Linked DNA regions of Xenopus laevis: region 2 is linked to region 1. The links are chromatin contacts, called in public Hi-C maps. All regions are on one chromosome and are shown on one strand. Each heading gives the region's core, a stretch centred on a gene start, on an enhancer-like site or on the middle of the called end of the contact. The rest is flanking DNA. Distances are from core to core; before and after follow the strand shown.

Region 1 (2,700 bases), core at 12-2,511:
GAGAGTCCCACACCCTGAGGCCTAATTCAGGCACCGGGTACAGGCAGCACCCGCTTGTTTTACATTGACCTTTGTGTTCCAGTTTTATATTTTTAAAAATAAAAGTGGACTCTTTCTTTAAAGGGGTTGTTTACCTTGAAATCAACCTGTAGTATGACGTACAGAGTGATATTCTGAGACAATTTGCAATTGGTTTTTATTATTTATGGTTTGTGAGTTATTTAGTTTATATATTCAGCAGCTCAAATTTCTTTTGGAAACCTTTTACTTCATCCCATATCATCACTCCAGGGGACCACCCCAGCAGGGCCGGGCCAAGCCGACCGGGCACCCTAGGAAATCCGGCCAGCAACCTCGCTTAAGCGCACCGTGACATCAAGGGGGGCGGGGAATCAGCTAAGGGGACTGCTGGAGGGGGGAGAGGCAGCAGCTGAGGGGAGTGCTGGAGGGGGGAGGGGAAGCGACTGAGGGGAGTGCTGGAGGGGGGAGGGGAAGCGGCTTAGGGGAGTGCTGGAGGGGGGAGGGCTAGCAGCTGGTGGGAGTGCTGGAGGGGAAGCGGCTGAGGGGAGTGCTGGAGGGGGAGGTGAAGCAGCTCAGAGGAGTGCTGGAGGGGAAGCGGCTGAGGGGTGTGCTGGAGGGGGAGGGGAAGCGGCTCGGGATTGCTGGAGGGGGAGCGGCTGAGGGTAGTGCTGGAGGGGGAGGGGAAGCGGCTCAGGGGAGTGCTGGAGGGGGAGGGGAAATGGCTCAGGGGAGTGCTAGAGGGGGAGGGGAAGCGGCTCAGGGGAGTGCTGGAGGGGGAGGGGAAGTGGCTGAGGGGAAAACAGACCAGCAGAGCGACTATAAACTGGGGGTAGGCAGAACAGATACACAGTGCCACCCTACTGTTGCGCCCTAGGCAGGTGACTTTTCTGCCTACCCCTAGTTCCATCCCTGCACCCTAAAAACAAGCTCTTGGTGCCTATGTGGTAAGTCTGGAGGGTACGTACCCCCTGTTGTATATACAGCAAACCCCATGATCTGGACTCCCCTATCCCCGGGGGCCCCTGCTGTATGGTAGTTCCACTATCTTATTCACACACACTAGGGTCAAATGTATCTGAAACTTGCCGGTGTATTTTTGGAGTGAGGGAGGAAACTGGGGGGAACCCATACAAGCACAAGGAGAACATATAAACTCTTTGCAGTCCCATTGCTGAAACGGAGCACAGGACCCAGTGTTGCGAGACACCACTTCTAATTACTGAGCCACCATTTCATATAATCCCCCCAACTTTTACTGAACTGGGGTCGGCTCTCAGGGTGCAGTAAAGAGGCAAGCGATGGGTCGCTGGAAGTTACATAATAGTTTGCTAAGCCGGCCTTATGCCCAAAGGAGTGTTTCCAAGAACCCCATGATTGGGAAAAACTACTCTCAGGTTTCCTGAGTTCCAGAGGCCCCATGCCGAGCAATTCCATCCATAAACAAACAAAAGGGGCTCACAGTGCCAGACAACATCATTTCAAAATCTCAACAGGCGTTACTTCAATCCTGAGAAATTTCGAGGCTGGGAAAAAAAAAATGAAACAAAATAAGCAGAAACAGCTGGATCCTGCATAGTCACAGCTCTGACCTGGCTCAGCACTCAGGGTAACATGCAGGGAGGAGATGTAAAGCTTTCATTAAGAGCAGAAGCAGCTCCAGAATAACTGAACTTCTATCTAAACTTCTACCCTCCACATGTGGCTGAACTGTAATTCCTGGTAAAAACCCCATAGCCCCCAGACCTGCTCCAAATGCCGGCCTGAAACTATGCGCTCCCTTACCTTCAGCTAGCGTAGGAGCCCTATGGAGTTTGCGTGGGGTGTGCCAAGGCGTGGCCGGTATTTCAAATTTAGAGGCAATGGAGTTGCCTGTTATTTGTAATACACTTTAAAAAAGCCCTTGGCAAGCCCCCGATTCGCAAAGAACTTTCCTTTTTTTCTTTCCAGGTTTCTGCAGATCGCACGCGTTGCTCCTCCCCCTTTTGCGGCACTATGCGTGGCTCCACCCCTTTTGTGTCATGGACTGTTTGTTTTTAGATGGGGGTCAGTGACCCCCCCATTTGGAAGCCAGAAAGAGTCAGAAGAAAAAGGCAAATCATTTAAAAACTATAAACATTCAGATCTTATCCGCGATTGATTATTAATATGGATTTCCCTGTTTGTTTTCTTTCTAATTGTAAACTTTAAATGGCAATAAAAATCACATTTAAAAAACAAAAACAAAAAAAAACTATAAACAATAAATAAGGAAGACCAACTGAAAAGTTGCTATTCTATAACATATAAAAATTTACTCAAAGGTGAACCACCCCTTTAAAGTAGTAGATGCCCTGCTACATGTCCTCGTACTATCTGTGCAGCGCTAGAATAGAAACACCAGACATGTATTGTTACTACTGTAAATAATGGCTCATACAACCCCACCCAACCTTCCCCTCCTCTAACATGCCTTGGCTCCATCCACTTCCAGCCTATTTCCACTTCATATTTTCTCTTGTCTTCTGCTCTTTTGGACAGCCATCTCCACCACTAAACATCTGCACAGCACCTTTACAATTTTTTACCTGGTAGTCTTGTCCCCCCACACAACACGTCTAGGCCTCCTCCTCTTGGTTCCCCACCAGGCCTGCAGCCACAGCCACGAAGTCTTCTGTCCCCTAGCCCCTCCCCCCGCTCACA
Region 2 (2,700 bases), core at 59-2,558, 58 kb before region 1:
ATAATAAATAAGGTCCAATCGTGGATTCCAGTTTGGTTGGACTTTTTAAAATCAAAAAATTCCGATTTTGATAAATAAGGTCCTAAAAGTTAACTTAAAGGTTAACCATTTCTTTAAAGAAATTGTTCGGTGTAAAAATAAAAACTGGTTAAATAGATAGGGCACATCGCTCATAACCGTTGCTTTTGAATCTGAGCTTAATGCTGAGGATCAATTGCAAACTCACTGAACAGTTATGTCCCATGTGGCCCCCCTTATAGTCACTGACTAACTCAGAGTTATAGAGCTGAAAAGCAGGAAGTAGTGTTCTGGCTATTATGTTAGACATCCAGTCACTCCAGCCTTTATACATTACATATTTGGCTAACTAACTATATTAGAAACATTATTTATTTTGCACAGCCTATCTATTTACCCAGTTTTTATTTTTACACTGAACTGTTCCTTTAAATATATTTTATTCTGAAAATGTAATTATTTGTGGAGTGATAATACGCTACTATTAATAATAATACTACTAATAATAAACATAAAAAATAATAATACTAATAATAATAATAAAATACATACTAATAATAATAATAAAATACATACTAATAATAATAATAATAATAATAATAATAATAATAATAAAATACATAATAATAATAATAAAATACATAATAATAATAATAATAATAATAATAATAATAATAATAATAATAATAATAATAATAATAATAAAATAATAATAATAAAATAATAATAATTATAATAATAATAAATACATAATAATAATAATAATAATAATAATAACAATAATAGTAAAATACATAATAATAAAATACATAATATTAATAATAATAAAATAATAATAATAATAATGATAATGATAATAATGATAATAATAATAATAAAATACATAATAACAATAATAATAATAAAATACATAATAATAATATTATTAATAATAATAATAATAATAAAATACATACTAATAATAATAAAATACATAGGCAATGTTTGCTTTCTCAGCCTGATGTCCTGTGTAATGTAATTATTATGATATTGTTATTTATTTATAATGTGCATGAATAATTCCTTACCTAGAATTAATGGTTAGTAAGTGCGGGTTGCTGTTACTAATATGAAGTGTTAGCTCTGCAGTCATTTAGTGCATGACATTTGCTCAGGTTCAGGGCACTTTTTTGAGGCCAGTCTGGCGGAAGGACACCGTCTGCTGCCGCCACTAGTCGGCCTCGTTGCATCTGACAGGGGCGGCGGAGCGGTTCGCTGTGCTGTGTGTCAGCTCTGAGTGCCTGAGGCTGCGAGGGGGACGCGGCGGCTGGAGGAGCCGGCACACAGTTCTCTGGAAGGAGCCGGGGACTCTCAGCATGTGCCGCCGCCGCCGCTGCTCATAAGGGAACGAGAGAGAGAGAGGATTGTGACTGGGGCTCTGTCTTATTGTCATGGCGCTGGGAGTGCGGCCGGAGCTCGTAGGGAAGCGCTTCGTCTGTTTGGTCCTCGGAGGAGGAGAGGAGCCGCCGGAGATCGGGCAGATCGGTCGCTGGGGCTGGAGAGCCGGAGTTATCCGAGCGGTGTCTCACAGGGACAACGACAACCCAGAATTGGCGGTAAGTGATACGGACAGAGCGGCTGCTACTCCCCTGCCTGGGAGACCCGGCTGTGCCTCAGTCATTAGAGTGTGAGCTCTGCGGGGCAGGGACTCGCTGACACTGAATGATTCCTTTTACACGTTTAACACTGGACTCCCTGATTGAGGGGAACTCATTGTGCAGCTTGTTGGTGCTACAACTTCCAGCTGAGAGATCTGAGGGGTGCTGGGAGTTGTGGGACTGGGAGTTGTGGGACTGGGATTTGTGGGTGCTGGGAGTTTTGGGACTGGGAGTTGTGCATAAGAGCTGGGGGTATCTCTGCTGCACATTTGAATATGACACGGAGAGTATCCTCTTAACTGTAATAGGGTCTGTGTTGTGGCTTCTCTGAGCTCCTCTCTGCCTGGCTCTGCAGGGACCCACTGGGGCTTCCACTATACACACACCTATACTACATCTCCCACTATACACACACACCTATACTACATCTCTCACTATACACACACCTATACTACATCTCCCACTATACACACACCTATACTACATCTCCCACTATACACACACCTATACTACATCTCCCACTATACACACACCTATACTACATCTCCTACTATACACACACCTATACTACATCTCCCACTATACACACACCTATACTACAGCTCCCACTATACACACACCTATACTACATCTCCCACTATACACACACACCTATACTACATCTCCCACTATACACACACCTATACTACATCTCCCACTATACACACACCTATACTACATCTCCCACTATACACACACCTATACTACATCTCCCACTATACACACACCTATACTACAGCTCCTACTATACACACACCTATACTACATCTCCCACTATACACACACCTATACTACAGCTCCTACTATACACACACCTATACTACATCTCCCACTATACACACACACCTATACTACATCTCCCACTATACACACACCTATACTACATCTCCCACTATACACACACCTATACTACATCTCCCACTATACACACACCTATACTACATCTCCCACTATACACACACCTATACTACAGCTCCTACTATACACACACCTATACTACATCTCC

What was found. Hi-C and Micro-C count contacts between places; a contact is called where the count stands out from the background.
Region 2: a Hi-C map of the XTC cell line shows a contact between it and region 1, with 3 times the contacts expected there. The contact joins the promoter of jmjd1c.L here to the enhancer-like site in region 1. A contact is called at or near these places in 2 of 4 Hi-C or Micro-C datasets (the XTC cell line and animal cap).

The regions. Positions count from the first base shown.
Region 1 is chr7L:12,810,477-12,813,176 of Xenopus_laevis_v10.1, reverse strand. All of the region lies in intron 1 of jmjd1c.L (probable JmjC domain-containing histone demethylation protein 2C), which reads left to right. Among protein-coding and RNA genes, the nearest start is that of jmjd1c.L, 58 kb to the left of the region's middle. Within about 2 kb of position 1,261, at least 3 of the 7 cell types and tissues checked have an H3K27ac peak or open chromatin away from gene starts, as enhancers often do.
Region 2 is chr7L:12,868,876-12,871,575 of Xenopus_laevis_v10.1, reverse strand. jmjd1c.L (probable JmjC domain-containing histone demethylation protein 2C) reads left to right here and starts at 1,308. Exons shown (of 26, transcript XM_018225114.2): 1 at 1,308-1,613. The coding sequence starts at 1,449.